2 separate regions of the Zea mays genome follow, and region 2 is linked to region 1. Evidence: chromatin contacts called from public Hi-C data. All regions are on one chromosome and are shown on one strand. The core of a region is the stretch at or near the end of the contact, and the rest is flanking DNA. Distances in the headings are between cores, read along the strand shown. Region 1 holds the start of LOC100217102 (adenylyl-sulfate kinase). Region 2 holds the start of LOC100194378 (Constitutive photomorphogenesis protein 10).

Region 1 (3,954 bases), core at 825-3,324:
CTGACCGGCCTGACAGAAGGACAGCGCCACTTGCGCCGCTCCGACTGCGGTGCCACTTGACAGAGTGAGGCTGACAGGCAGTCAGGCCCGGCCGAAGGCACCATAGGAAGCTCCGCTCTGCCCGACCCAGGGCTCGGACTCGGGCTAAGTCCCGGAAGACGACGAACTCCGCTCCGCCCGACCCAGGGCTCGGACTCGGGCTAAGTCCCGGAAGACGACGAACTCCGCTCCGCCCAACCCAGGGCTCGGACTCGGGCTCAGCCCCAGAAGACGACGAACTCCGCTCCGCCCGACCCAGGGCTCGGACTCGGGCTAAGTCCCGGAAGACGACGAACTCCGCTCCGCCCGACCCAGGGCTCGGACTCGGGCTAAGTCCCGGAAGACGGCAAACTCCGCTCCGCCCGACCCAGGGCTCGGACTCGGGCTCAGCCCCAGAAGACGACGAACTCCGCTCCGCCCGACCCCAGGGCTCGGACTCCGCCCTGGCCTCAGCCGACGGTCTCCGCCTCGCTTGAACCAGGGGCTCGGACTCGACCTCGACCTCGACCACGGAAGACAGACTCGACCTCGGCCTTGGAGGAGCTTCCACATCGCCCAACCTAGGGCGCAGACCAGCCACGTCAACAGGAAGCGCCATCATCACCCTACCCCGAGCTGACTCGGGCCACGGGGAACAAGACCGGCGTCCCATCTGGCTCGCTCCACCAGATGGGCAATGATGGCGCCCCGCATATTCTGTGACGACGGCGGCTCTCAGCCCCCTTACGGAAGCAAGAGGACGTCAGCAAGGACCCGACAGCCCCGACAGCTGTCCCTCCGCCAGGCTCCAACACTCCTCCGACGGCCACGACATCACACCAGCTGGGTGCCAAAATCTCTCCGGCTGCCACGACGGCATGTACTTAGGGCGCTAGCTCTCCTCCGCTAGACACGTAGCACTCTGCTATACCCCCCATTGTACACCTGGATCCTCTCCTTACGCCTATAAAAGGAAGGACCAGGGCCCTCTTAGAGAGGGTTGGCCGCGCGGGGACGAGGACGAGACAGGCGCTCGCTTGAAGCCGCTCGCTCCCTCTCCCGCGTGGACGCTTGTAACCCCCTACTGCAAGCGCACCCGACCTGGGCGCGGGACGAACACGAAGGCCGCAGGATTCCCACCTCTCTCACGCCGGTCTCCGGCCGCCTCGCTTTCCCCCCTTCGCGCTCGCCCTCGCGCTCGACCCATCTGGGCTGGGGCACGCGGCGACATTCACTCGTCGGCTCAGGGACCCTCGGTCTCGAAACGCCGACAAGTATAATAACACTCTAGCACTCTCTTTTCTTCTAAGTTGTAAGGTGATTTTATTTTTAAAATATAATGTTTTGTTGCATATCTAGACACAGTGTATGTCTAAATATATAGGAAAAACATTTATTAGCAATCTAAAATATCTTATAACTTGAAATGAAGGTAGTAGTTATTAGGATCTACCTTTGCATACGTGTTGGTCAGAATGAGAATACTGAGGCTCAGTTTGAATATAGAGACTAAATTTTAGTCTTTATCCGATATTAATTAAAAGCATTAGATATAGTATAGTTATAAAACTAATTATATATATTAGGACTAAACCACAAGACAAATCTATTAAATTGAATTAGTTTATAATTCACTTATGTGATGTTGAGTTCGATAGATTCTTTTCGTCGTTCAGTATCCGTCTCTATAATTAATTTTATAATTAAATTATATCAACATAGATGAAGAATCAGATCATCCATATAATATTTTGAGGAAGAATACTGAAGCTTTTAGTTTGGCCCTACTCAAATATGACGACGGGATCCTGTACACTTTCTTAGCAGGTAACTGCAGACGGTCACTGACGTGTGGGCATTATCTAGGCTTGGTCCCTAATGTCAGTGACGGAGCAGGTTCCAAATATGAAGCTTCAGTAGTGTATCGTGAGAACACGTCGGTGCCAGGCTGCCAGCAGCAACGAAGCCGCACCAGGCCCCGCACTGCCCATGGACGCACGCCTCCCGGGGCTCTCGTGTCCCTGTCCGTCTCCCGTTTGCCGCCTCCACCGCAACGCGGCGCGCGGGGTGGCGGTGCTCTCGCGATCCTCGTGTCGATTCCAGCGGCGGGGGTGCCATTCCCTCCCCTGGCCGTTGCCCGCGCCTCGCGGTCGCGCACCGGAACCGGAGCCCCGCCGCGAATCTAGGGTTGCCTCCGCCTCGCCCCCTCCTCCCGAGACTCCTAGCGGCAGGAATTAGGACGAGGGTAACAGGCGACAGAGGCTGCGAAGGACGCCCCCTCGTCGAATGCGCCGGCGACCGATCCGTGGAGGAGCAGCCGGAGCACGCAGGAGGTTAGTCTAGGCACGTATCGCCTCTCAATCCCTCTTCACCCTAGACGGTTCGATCCAATGTACTTGCTAATTGCTGATCGGGTTACGCGGATGCGTGTAGATTGAGCGGAATTCCAGATGTACTCCCATTTCTACGGAGTAGCAGACCTCATAATCATATCTCCTTGTCTTCCGCGATTTTCTGCACTTGATCGTCTTTAGTTGGTGGCGAAATGCTTATTCTGGGTTTCTACCTTTACCTCGAGCGCGACGGTGGTGGACATTTTTATGCGGTCTTGAGGAGGACCAAGGAGGTGCCCTATAGCTTCCACGGGGCCAAATGTGCGAGAGTGACACGGTGATGGGTGGCGGGGAGAAGGTTTTGTCCGGGTGCCTGACTCATCAAGGATCTAGAGAAAGGGAAGCAGGATTGGAGAGATTGTTTGGATAATTCGAGTGCGACGTGAGTGAGGAACTGAGGATAGCCGGCCAGTTCATTTCTAAACTGGTTTAGGGGGTGTTTGAATGCACTGAAATTAATAGTTAGTTGGCTAAAAATTGTTAGTGGAATTAGCTAGCTAACAAATAACTACCTATTCATGATTATTAAAACGTCGTTTAAACGACGATTAAGCGTCGTTTAAACGCTAAAACGCGATTAGTAGATAAAACGTCCGCACATTTTACCAAAACTGCGTAGAACGTCCGTTCTGGACGTTTAAACGACGTTTACACGTCGGAACGCACGTTCTGGACGTTCTATGCGCTATATGGACGTTCTATGCTCATAGCGTTCGTGGGCCAGCCGCTGATCCAACGCGCGCAGCCATTGATCCATCGCCGCCAGACGCCATCGCGCCCAGCCGCCCAGACGCCTGTGCTCCAGCCGCCGTCGTGCGCGCCCAGGAGCTGCCAGCCGCCATCGCGCGCGCCCAGGAGCCGCCAGAGCCAGACGCCGTCGGCCGTCCTCCACCGCCCTCCAGGTACGCCGCCGGCCCCCTCCTCCCTCCTCCCTCCACCGCCACCCCCAAAGCCGCCACCGCCGCCAGCTACTGCCTCTCCCGTACCGCCGCCGCCATCGTACGAGCAGGCCGTAGGGGTGGGTGGTGGCCGAAGGGAGGAGGATGACGACGAGGGCGCCGGGGCGGTGATACGGGCACACCTGCTCTCTGACTTCAAGGCCGCGGTGCGTGCAGGAAAAGTACTGGTGTCCGACCCGTCGTCTGGAAAGGTCCCCACTCGCATCCTCTTCTGATTCTATAGCGAATTTTGGTTGAGAGTTCGGAGTTCTGCACTTCCTACTTGCCCTGCAAGAGTTTAGTGTTGATATTTCATTGGGATAGTTGGTCATTTTTCCATTCTTTCTAGCTGACTTATGTATGTCCTCATTATTTTTCTGGTTGTATTCTTGTATTGACTATTGAGACATGGAGATAAAAGTTATGTAGTGTATAATTTTTTTATATCTGCAGCGCTGGTGGTTTGTTTGGTAAATGGGGAATGGACAATACTCTGTTGGTTCCCTGTTAAGTGTTACATTTTCAATGCGGTCATGGAAATGGAATTAGATGTTGCTGTTGTGAAGAGAGATGACCTTGGAAATGCTCATGGTCTTAATCTTGAT
Region 2 (4,370 bases), core at 1,264-3,763, 420 kb after region 1:
AAATATCACATGCTAAAAGATAGTTTCCTTTGCTGCTAACTAAAGTTAGCATGTTTCTTCTAAAGCGGTGTTGTTACGTTTTCATGTGAAGTACTAAAAGTGTGATGTTTTATGTTTTCTCGGTACGATATTGATGTATGAAGAAAAACTATCTGAAATTTTTAGTTTACTGTTGTTGCTTTAAAAAGAAAGAAGGAAAGCAGACTGCTAATATATTGTTTCTTGTCCTAGCTTACTTTAGTATTTTTCTTAGCAAAGATATCCTACAATTGTTTTTTCTCGGTCAAAGCCTTACCACTATAACATATACTTTTGGTGGCACCTCTATAAGACTATCACACAGTGACATATTGTATCTTGGCTTAGAATATAAGAGAATCTGCTAACTGAGGGAAGTGATTCTAAATGCATATTCCACTCTCAGCTTGCTATTCACATTTATTGTTGTTAACTAGCTTGTCGAGAGCAAATAACTCCAATATTGCTCGCCTGTTTAGCAGCTCTGATCTGTCACAAAATAGTTTTGTAATATAAGAGTAATCAATGAGACTGCTTACTTGTGGTAACCCTAAGCTTATGGCTATTTAAGAAACCTGTTAAAACTAACCTTTCCTCTTAATGAAAAACTTGCAATGTCACGGTCACCAAAAAAGGAAGACTCCGCCCCGTCATGTTGTTGATATAATGACAATTGGCAACACCGCCACCATCTATTTCATGTTTACTTTCTGATTTTTGACAGGTTGCTTGACATATGAAGGATCAGAAACAGCTGACCTCCATTTTGTCTTTCACTTACCATACAAATCTTCAGTGGCACAGTTTTACCATGATCAGCCAATGGAACTATTCGTTTAGCTAATGCAGACTACTGCAAATATCATACTAAACTACTAATCTGATGTTCCAAATATACTATGATCAAAATATTTTTTTAATGCTCCATTCTCAAAATAGCATACCCCAACTTGCTTTGGACTGAAAGGCTTTGTTTTGTGTGTGTGTTCTCAGAATATCTTTCCAATGCTCTTTGATGTTATTGTCAGATCTATGCTTATGTACGTAGTGTTACAAGTGATATTTACCATGAGTTGGCATTTCACATGTTAATATTGAAGGTTTCACAATTTATTTTACTCTTCTGATGAAATCTATTCAAATTGAGTACATTTCGTTTCACAAGTTATTGACTTCACATTTAGTTTTATAACAACTCCGACTGTGTGCCATGATGGTATTCTCCCAGGTAACTTTCAAAACAAGGATTTACCATTGCAATATTGATTCCACTGGTAAAGTGCATTTGGACATTCTGAAGGATGGTTGGAGTCCAGCTTTCACTATTTCAAAGGTGTTATTGGCCATCAAAGACATCATCAACAATCCAGATCCATGTACTTACCATTCTCTGTACTACCTTATGTAAACAATCATGGATTCTGGTGCAAATTATGCCTACTGTCTACATTTTTTCTACTTCAACAATTGAAAGTCTTACGTTTTCTTATTCAATTGACAGGCTAAAGTTATGATCTTTGTCTGTGCAGACACCCCGCTTGTGATGAGCATTTCACGTCAGTATCTGACTGATAGAGCTAAACATGATGAAACAGCAGCTGAGTGGACAATGAGATTTGCAAGATAGAGGATTCTGTTTGCATCTAAGCACGATTGACCTTGTAAAAAAATCTTAATGTGGCCTGACGCCTGAAATGGTGAATGTTGGCAAAGGAGCCATCAGCCATGTATTATTTGATGTGAGTTGTGACATAAAGGTGTACTTTATGCTTGAGTGTTCTTTAATCGCTGCTTTTAGGTGGAGAATAATCTTTTTCGATTTTGCACTTCTGCCAAAGTTGCACCCTGAACTCTTCAGAACTTTTCTTCCGAGTTTATTTCTAAAAATGGTTTCTATTGAAACTGGCCTCGTGTGCTGCTGTCCTGGTTGAGGATGTCAGTTTCATATACTGAAAGGAAAAAGAAACATAAATCATGGAAATATTCAGAAACCAATAGCTTTTAACGGTACAGCTGTACAAACGATCGATTACTTATTTACTTTTCTGCAGACAAAGTATGTAAAGCATGCCATTCATATCTTTCACTTGAAACAAAATCCTGCTGGTTATCATTCAGGTAGTGTTGTTGGACAAGGCTTCAATTACACAGGTATTTTTTTTCTTGGATCGAGAACTTTGCCCCTAGTTCTTAGGCGTTACTTGGACAGAATAAATGCCATGTTGCCATCCAACAAAGCACAAAGATATCAGATGTTTATGACAGAATAATTGTCACTTGCTTACTGCTGCTAACTTGGATCTCACTTCATGTAGGGATGATAAAGCTGCCATGACAGGCACTGATCTTACAAATGACCAAACTGGACTTCACCTCTGAAGTTGACGCCTCACCAGTTCACTGATTCCCAGTACAGACTGCTCAATTTATCACATCTGGTACAGACCTTATAACTCCACCCAGAGAAGATGCAAACCCACACTTTCTGGTGCTCTGGTGCTCTTACTCTTCAGACCATAGACAATGGCCACCGAACTAGATGTGAGCAAGTCTCGCCGCTTCGACATTGCCATGTCGAGGCGAACTCGGCGATCAACAAGCCTGGTAGCCTGCTTCCAAGATCAGTATACACCGTCCCTGGCACATCATCGCCACCAAGAGCTGAAGGCATTTCTGCAACGCCAAGATGAAGAGCTGAAGTCACTCCAGCAATGCCAAGAGGAAGAGCTGAAGGCACTCCAGCAATGTGAGGATGCAGAGCAGAAGACACTGTGTTTGAATGAGGATGAGGATCTGAAGATTCCACAAGCACCACTGCAGTATGAAGATGGTGAACAAAAGACACCGGAGCAATATGAAGATGAGCACAAGGAATCACAGCAGTGTTCAGACGAAGAGCAGGAGATACCAGATACATATCAAGATGATGAGAAGAAACCAGACCAGGACCAGTATCTAAATGAAGACAAGATGCCAGAGCAGTATCGAGCTAAAGATGAGTTACCATCACAATACCAAAACCAGGAGCTTATGACACCAAACCTACCTGAGAAGGAGACTGCATCAGAGCGATTCCAAGAAGCGGAGCAGCTGGTGACACCAAACCTACCTGAAGAAGATGAGGAGACTGCACCAAAGCAATTCCAAGACGAGGAGCAGAAGGGACTTCAACAACACCAAGAGCCGGATGAGCAGGCATCGCAACCTGAAGAGCAGAAGTCTCAGCAGGAATGCCATCAGAAGGCACCGGAGCAATTCCAAACCTTGAAGAAGCTAGGCGCGCCACCACGTCTTGCTGACAACGTGCCCCGGTTCTCCCTTCAGGAGCTTATACAACAGAAGCAGCTTCCGACTGGCGATGCGATGCTTGCCAGCAAGCAAGGCAGCCGTGGAGAGAGTGTCCTCGCTGATCACAGTGTTTCAGGACCAGGAGCAGCAGCAGGCGGCACGACACTGGCCATGGTGATAAAGCGACCCGAGGGAGGGAAGAAGTCGATGGGGGTGATACGCCGGTGCGTGAAGGCCCTGAACGGGATGATCAAGGCCAAGCACGGTTCCAAGAAGAACTTGCATTTCTAGCTTTCAACAGAATCCAGGAGACCAGGAGTACATACATACATACATACATAAGCACTGATGAGTAAGTGTGGTCCAGAGTTTCTTAGTAGACCGCACATCTCTGAATAATGCATTCGCAGTTGCGCAGAACCAAAATTTTGAGCATGATGCAGGGTGTGCAAGATCTGGCGAGAAACTCCAGGGCTTTTTACGCCCTGGTCTACACTGTCTACCTATAGCAATAAACTGTGGTAGTTTTATTAGCTGAATATCACAAATCTGTTCCTCCTATGCGAGAAGATGGTCTGCTAAGTCCAAGAGTAGAGATCAGGCTCTGATCATGTGCTGTTGACTTCCTCTGCAAAAGCCTGTTTGCTTTTAGAAGTGTATGGGTGTGATTAGAAAAGGTGAAAATGATCGGTTCTACTCCTACCGACACCTGCCCCCCAGGTCGGCAGCGGTTTTGGTGCAGTCTCCTTTTCTGCCTTTCTGTGCCGCGTCCCGTTTCGGTTTGGTGCGTCACTTGAATGCTGAGAAAACAAGTTAGTGCAAAAGAAAAGGCGATGGAGCTGAAGCCTGTGAAGCTTCTTGTGAATTATTGGTTGAGGACGCAGCGCATGGTACGCCATCGCATATCTCTTCTTCGTTTATGATCACTCTCTGTTTACTCGATTTGAACGCTTGTGTTGTTGGGGTTGGGACCTGGGCATGTTTATGATCTGAAGTTCTAAACATTTACTACTGTATTTTTCTGGAAATTGAACAGATAGTGTTTCTTCATCTTCTATGAGACT

What was found. Hi-C and Micro-C count contacts between places; a contact is called where the count stands out from the background.
Region 2: a contact with region 1 is called in a Hi-C map of leaf, with 5 times the contacts expected there. The contact joins the promoter of LOC100194378 here to the promoter of LOC100217102 in region 1. A contact is called at or near these places in 2 of 25 Hi-C or Micro-C datasets (ear and leaf).

The regions. Positions count from the first base shown.
Region 1 is chr2:213,332,776-213,336,729 of Zm-B73-REFERENCE-NAM-5.0, forward strand. LOC100217102 (adenylyl-sulfate kinase) reads left to right here and starts at 2,075. Exons shown (of 7, transcript NM_001143471.1): 1 at 2,075-2,351. It overlaps LOC111590836, which reads right to left and starts at 3,788. Exons shown (of 1, transcript XM_023301700.1): 1 at 2,523-3,788. The coding sequence starts at 3,681. The coding sequence ends at 3,097.
Region 2 is chr2:213,750,809-213,755,178 of Zm-B73-REFERENCE-NAM-5.0, forward strand. LOC100194378 (Constitutive photomorphogenesis protein 10) reads left to right here and starts at 2,514. Exons shown (of 1, transcript NM_001139412.1): 1 at 2,514-3,838. The coding sequence starts at 2,542. The coding sequence ends at 3,597. It overlaps LOC100282225 (ubiquitin-conjugating enzyme E2 E3), which reads left to right. Exons shown (of 4, transcript NM_001155137.2): 3 at 1,247-1,394; 4 at 1,548-1,917. The coding sequence ends at 1,645.